Linked DNA regions of Macaca mulatta: region 2 is linked to region 1. Evidence: chromatin contacts called from public Hi-C data. All regions are on one chromosome and are shown on one strand. The core of a region is the stretch at or near the end of the contact, and the rest is flanking DNA. Distances in the headings are between cores, read along the strand shown. Region 1 holds the start of LOC144336454. Region 2 holds the start of RTTN (rotatin).

Evidence for each region. A called contact is a pair of places that touch in the nucleus more often than the background predicts.
Region 2: a contact with region 1 is called in a Hi-C map of fetal cortex germinal zone, with 1.8 times the contacts expected there. The contact joins the promoter of RTTN here to the promoter of LOC144336454 in region 1. A contact is called at or near these places in 3 of 14 Hi-C or Micro-C datasets (cortical neurons, fetal cortex germinal zone and liver).

What each region holds. Positions count from the first base shown.
Region 1 is chr18:10,399,738-10,402,711 of T2T-MMU8v2.0, reverse strand. LOC144336454 reads left to right here and starts at 1,516. Exons shown (of 2, transcript XM_077975093.1): 1 at 1,516-2,969. The coding sequence starts at 1,516. The coding sequence ends at 2,883. SOCS6 (suppressor of cytokine signaling 6) reads left to right here and starts at 2,137. Exons shown (of 2, transcript XM_001095656.5): 1 at 2,137-2,182.
Region 2 is chr18:10,487,273-10,490,474 of T2T-MMU8v2.0, reverse strand. It overlaps RTTN (rotatin), which reads right to left and starts at 1,513. Exons shown (of 49, transcript XM_077974806.1): 1 at 1,445-1,513; 2 at 920-1,107; 3 at 1-56. The coding sequence starts at 1,475.

The DNA.
Region 1 (2,974 bases), core at 267-2,766:
AATGCAAGGCCTGACTCATAAAATTTTATTACCTAGATTAGGCACCTAGTGGTTTTTGTGCATTATTTCATGTAATCTTACAACTATTTGACATAATAAATATCAAGCTCCCTCACCTCCCTTTACAAAAATAGAAACTGAGGTTACAACTGAGAAACTTGTTTGAGGTCACACAGCTGTGTGACAAAACTGAGCTTCTGGTCCAGCTCTGCCAGACTCAGAACCCCAGGGTCTTAACCATACATTTAAGTGTCTCCTGGAAGAGTCAACTCTTCCCCATCCTGCACAGCCCCATTGCTGTGTGAAAGGCTCACTAATCCCCTGCTGCACAGCTCCTGCCAGTTGTCCTTTTTAGAAAAAATGAGGAGACACTGGCACCCCGAGGCAGTAGGATTTGCTTCCTTTCTTTCTTTCCTTCTTTTTTTTTTTTTTTTGAGATGGCATCTAGCTCTGTCACTCAGGCTGGAGTGCAGTGGTGCGATTTCAGCTCACTGCAACCTCCGCCTCCCGGGTTCAAACGATTCTCCTGCTTCAACCTCCCCAGTAGCTGGGATTACAGGCAGCTGCCACCACGTCCAGCTACTTTTTGTATTTTTAGTAGAGATGGGGTTTCACTGTGTTTGCCAGGCTGGTCTCGAACTCCTGATCTCGTGATCTGCCCGCCTCGGCCTCCCAAAGTGCTGGGATTACAAGCATGAGCCACTGTTAATTACTATTTGTTGTGTTTCCCACTAACCTCTCTGACAATTCTATTTCAACCTACATTCTCCAATCACTGTAATTAGATATTTGAGAATTGTGTTGCATTTCAATCACGGTAACAATAATGGTAGTATTTTACTAATAAATTCAAAGTAAAAACTGAAGATGACAGTGTATGATACATAACAAATGACATCAACTTCGCATCACCTAAAGATACAACTTCACTGTTATTCTTGCGGAAATCTAGATTGTATATTGGACATAGGAATTAAGATTACTGTACTTGAACTTTTTTGTAACTAACAACTTTATTGAGATATAATTTGGGTACAAACTCATACCTGAACAACTTTTTAGATTTTTTTTCTAGCCCTTTTTTCTCTGTACTTTCAGTTTTCTTTTAAAAAGGTCTATACTATTCAAGAAACACAACTTTTAAAGTCCACAATAATTCTTGTTAGATTTTAATAATACTTATCTCCCCCCAAGCTTTATTGAAATACTAATGATATTCATTTTTAAACCACTTTTCATCGTAAGAGAAATACAAATTTTCCTATTGATTCTTATGGACAAAAATCAAGTTTTTGTGGTACCGCTATACATTAGTAGTATGTCCAGCCAGTTTCAAAAGAAATTAGTCATGTTTCCAACATGCAACTTGTGTATCACAGTACCTTGGAATTGGGCGGCACAAACAACTATTACTTGTACAAAATCTCCCTGAAAACGACTAAATGGAAAAGCAGATGGCTTGAAAAAAGGAATAAGTTTGTCTTTTTAAAAAGCGTTTTTCACAATTCAGTCGAGATGTGGGGAGGGTTTCCCCACTTGTGGCTCTGCACAGCGTGCGCGCGCGTCTGTCCTGGGGTCCCCTCTCTGCGGGGACGAGGCCGGGGTCCCTGCGCGAGCCCAGCGGACCCGGGCAGTGCAGGGGTCCGGCCGCCGGCCGCAGGGGCACAGGGACAGCAGCCGCCAAATCCGCGGGGCCGGGGGGTCAAGGAGACTATCCTTTCCGCGTTAGCCGGGGCCACCCCCGCCAGAGGGAAGGCACCAAAGGAAAAACCAGGACAGGGACACTGGGGGCGGGAGGAGCGCCCGCCTGCAGGCACCAGTGGAGGGGCGCGGGGGGTAGGGATCCGGGATCTGCGCCCCGCCCGCCCCACGACCCCGGCCCGGCGCCCCACCCCTTGCAACCCCCACTTAGTGCCCGGCCCCCGCCCCACCCCGCGCGGCCCCCGGCCTCAGTCCCGCGCGCCCCGACACCCCGCCTGCGCCGCCGGCCGGAGTAGTGGGCGCGGGGCGGCCCGCTCGGCTCCTCCGCACCCGCTCCCCGCTCCGGCCGAGGCGCCGCGGCTGCGCGCCCCTCCTGAAGGAGGAGGAGGAGGAAGGAGGCGGGAGGAGGAGTTGCGGAGAGAAGGCGAGCGCGGCAGTCGCGCCGGCGCTGGGCGAGGAAGCGGAGCCGGGCCGCCTCCGGGTGAGCGTCCGGGTAGCCCGGGCGGGAGGCAGGGGCCGAGCTTCGCCGTCCGCCTTCGGCTCGTTCGCGGTGCGGGGCACCGGCCGCGGGGCTGGTTTTCGCCTCGGGGCGCAGGGGGCGGATCTGGCGCGGGCCGGGCCGGGGAGGCCGCCAGGCGCTGGGCTGCAGCGGCGGGTCTGGGGCAGCGCGAGGCCCTGCGCCGTCTCGGCGGGTGCGCGGGCGGGGGCCAGGGCCGGGGAACAGGGAACGGGGACCGGGCCCAGGCCCGGGAGCGGGGACGCGGGAACCGGGGAGCCGGGGCCGGGGCGCGGCGGCCCCTGAAGGGCCGAGGCCTGCGCGGCCGCGGGCGGCTCTTCCCGACCCCTCGGCCTCTTCGGCCGCGGCGCGCCGGCCCGGGCCGCCGCCTTTGTTGCCCGCAGCTCGCCGGGGAGAGGCCGGGGCTCCGCGAGGCCTGGGCGGCGGCGCGGGGCTTCCGCGGCTCTGCGCCCCGGCCGGGTCCCTTCTCGGACCTCCGCGGGCTGGGGCTCGGGGTCGGGGCGCGGCGAGGCCGCAGACGCGAGGGCGGGCCTGGGGCGCGGCGCTGGGACTCGGGGACGCCCCCGCCCCACCGCGAGGTCGCGCCGGCGCTGGTGGAGATGCAGGCCGGGGCTGCTCTGCCGCTGAAGGTGCCGCCGGCCGGCAGCGCACTCACCCGGGTATAGGGAGGAGACGATTGTGGAATTTAAACCGCTCCTGGGACCGACACGGGCCTGAATTTTCAGTTTGCTTCGGGAGTTGGCAACTTCAGGTACA
Region 2 (3,202 bases), core at 264-2,763, 88 kb before region 1:
TTAGCTAAGAACTCTACTGCACCAAGGTCAACCAAATGCTGGACTGCTGGGGGATACTAAAATAAGAAGAGGATGATCTTGAGAATAACTCTATCAAAATCTCTAAACCTTAACTTACAGCAATCAAAACATAAAATTATTTTTGGTATATCGGATGTTCCTTTTCTGAAAAACAAATCCTTCATGGCTCTGCCCCGAAGTAAGGCACTTCCATGAGGAGTACATACTCATAGAGACATACAACCAACACTTGATAACGTTTATGAAAGATGAGCCAACACACTGAACACTAGAAATGCACATTATCAATCCCTACTCTTATTTTTGTAATGGGTTACTTTTTTCCACTGACGCTCACCTTCTGGTCCCAGCCCCAGCCGGTTACCATGATGTCAAAGTAGTAAGATTCCTCTACCGTTGTACAGTGATTTCGTTTTGAAAGGTTAAACTTACACTTTGATATCTGACCCTGACAGCTAACTACTCTTGAGGTAGGCATAAGAATACCAATCTAAAAGCATACGGGGAAGCAACTTAACATTAGTATTTATGAATCACGGTTATGTAACATTATTTTTAAACGTGCTCCCTTTCATATTGACACATCTAATTTTTAAGATGTAAATATCAGAAAATAAAAACAGAATACAAATATTAACCTCCAAAGATAACTCCAAAAATCAGAATACACCAAATCTCAAAAGAAGTTCTGTGTTACTTCTGAACACGGCAGAGACTCTGTGGGATTCAGTATCACAAATAAAAGATGAGCAATATATACCCAGATGAATTAAACATCTCTGGTTGTTTAAAAAAAAAAAACCCTTTAACCCCAATTATTTAACTTTCAATAAACGCTACAATTAAAAGACTAAGAAACAGTCACTCGTCTGATTATTTTATTTCAAAATGATCCTACCTTAACCAATCTGCTTAACAAGTTCAGAACCTCTTCCTTCACTGGAACGGACGGGAAATTGAACCATTCCAGCAAATGAAGAAAAAGTTGCCTCTCCTGAATGAGATCAGCGTAGCAGATTAAGTTGTGCTCAATCTTGCAGAGAATACTCTTGAGAGCGCGCTCCCTGATCTCGGCCAGCTGATGACCTGTCAACGAACGGCACAAAACTATTTTAGTTCCCCACTGCAAAGAGACGCCCACCCAGATTTCATTCTAAAACTACGTTACTTATGCTATGAGCAGGAGCGGCGTGAAGATGGAATAAACCAGTTTTTTCAGAAGCAGGCCGCTGGTGCCTTCGGGACGCCAACCGCGGAGTTTACACAAAGTCCGAGATGGGTCCCCGAGGGCTACCCGGGCAAAGCGGGGGCGAAAGAGGCAGCGGTCGCGGAGTGGCCGGCCGCGGAAACGTGACACGACCATTCTCAGCAAGTGGCCAGGGCAGGGGAGGGTGCCTTAGGCGAGGGGCAACCTGACAGTTACCGAGTTTTCTGATGAGCCCCGCCAGGACCATCTCGTCCCATCAATCGGCAGCCGCCGGAGAGTTAAACTGCCGCGCCACTGAGTCCGGCCACAATTAATGTCTCCCGGAAACACGTCCTGTGGGACGGTGGGTTCCGCAACGCCTGCGCTCACTAGGAGTAGGAGGCATTCCGTGAGCCGTTCGCGGGCCCCGCGTCGCCAGGAGAGCTTCCAGCCTTTCTAGAATCACTACTGCGCACTTCCTGGACAGCAGTCTCCGTCGCAAGAAGAGGGAAAAAAAAAAAAGAAAGCAACAAGCAGGGGTAGAACCGGCGTTGGCCGCCGCGCACGTCGGGAGTTGTAGTTCTGGCTGGGTCGTGCGTCCTGCACCCAGCTCCGGTCCCGCCGCGGCGCCCGCTGGCCTGGGGTTCCGGCTTACAGCGCGGGAATTCAGGAACCCAGCGCGGGCTGCAAGAGGCCCCGACAGGAGCCCCGCCTCCTCGCTCAGCGACGGATTCGTTCTTGGCCCTGCCAGTATGATTCTCAGCTCCCAGAACTTCACGATTTAGAATGTAGACTTTTGCTTTGTGACAGTTCTTCCCATCCCCGACTACTAAATGACGGACCCTCTTTAACTGTGAAATGTACCTGCAAAGTCAAGCAGTGCCTTTGGATACCCAAGTTCAGATATGAACAAGCAAGCTACAAAAGCGGGGTGGGCGGGTATGAATGAGCAGAAGAGAGAAACCGGGCTGCAAAAAGGAAAATAAAGGCGGGACTTGGGTGTATGATTTGCTGAATGCCACCAAAGTTGATTTTTTGCACCGTGCACAGTAATCGAGCTGAGCAAATCATTTTTTTTTTCTTTTTTTTTTTTTTTTTTTTTAATTCAAAGCAGCGGTAAGATCAACAACAAAATTGCATTTGGAAAATGATTTGCATTTTAGAGAGCATTTTCTCGCTCTGATCCTTTCACTTTCCCGGGGAAAGGGATGTCAAGGCAGGTAAAGTGGGCCCTCGGTATCCCTAGGTAATTGGTTCTAGGACCCCCGTAAATACCCAAATCCACCCATGCTTAAGTCTGTTTTATAAAATGGTGTCATATTTGCATATAACCTACACACATCCTCCTGTATACTTTTAAGTCATCTCTAGATTGCTTACAATACCTAATACAATGTAAATGCTATGTAAATAGTTGTTACACTGTACTTTTTATTCATACTATTTTTTAATTGTTGTATTGTTATTTTCAATTGTGGGGTTTTTTCCCCCGAATATTTTCCATCCCCTGTGTGTTGAATTCTCTGTGTGCAACCAGTGGACAGCAGAGGCCTACTGTATTCCCATTCCTATTTTGCCAGAGAGGAATCACAGAAGTACCCCCACACAGTCACGTTAACTAGCAAGTAACAGATTGAGGACCTGACCTGATGTTTCTTTGTTCTATTCATAGTACCCTGCTGCCTCCTCTTGTGTGTAGATAAGAGAGTGATGGTATTTGAGTTGGATCTTAAAGAGTAAGTAGGAGTTTGCCACACAAAGAAGTTGGGTAAGGGAATTCCTGCTAGAGAAAACTGTATTTGCAAATGCAAGAACTCAGAGGGAGTGTGTCAAATTCGGGAAACGAACAAAATTCAAGGTGGCCATATTATCTCGAGGAAGAAGAGAGGAAGGGCGAGAGAGCTGCTAGCATGCTGGATATTCTCCATTCCACCTTCTAGCGGTTCCAACTCTTCCAGCTCTTCATCAACTGACCTCAACAGGCGAAAAGACCGC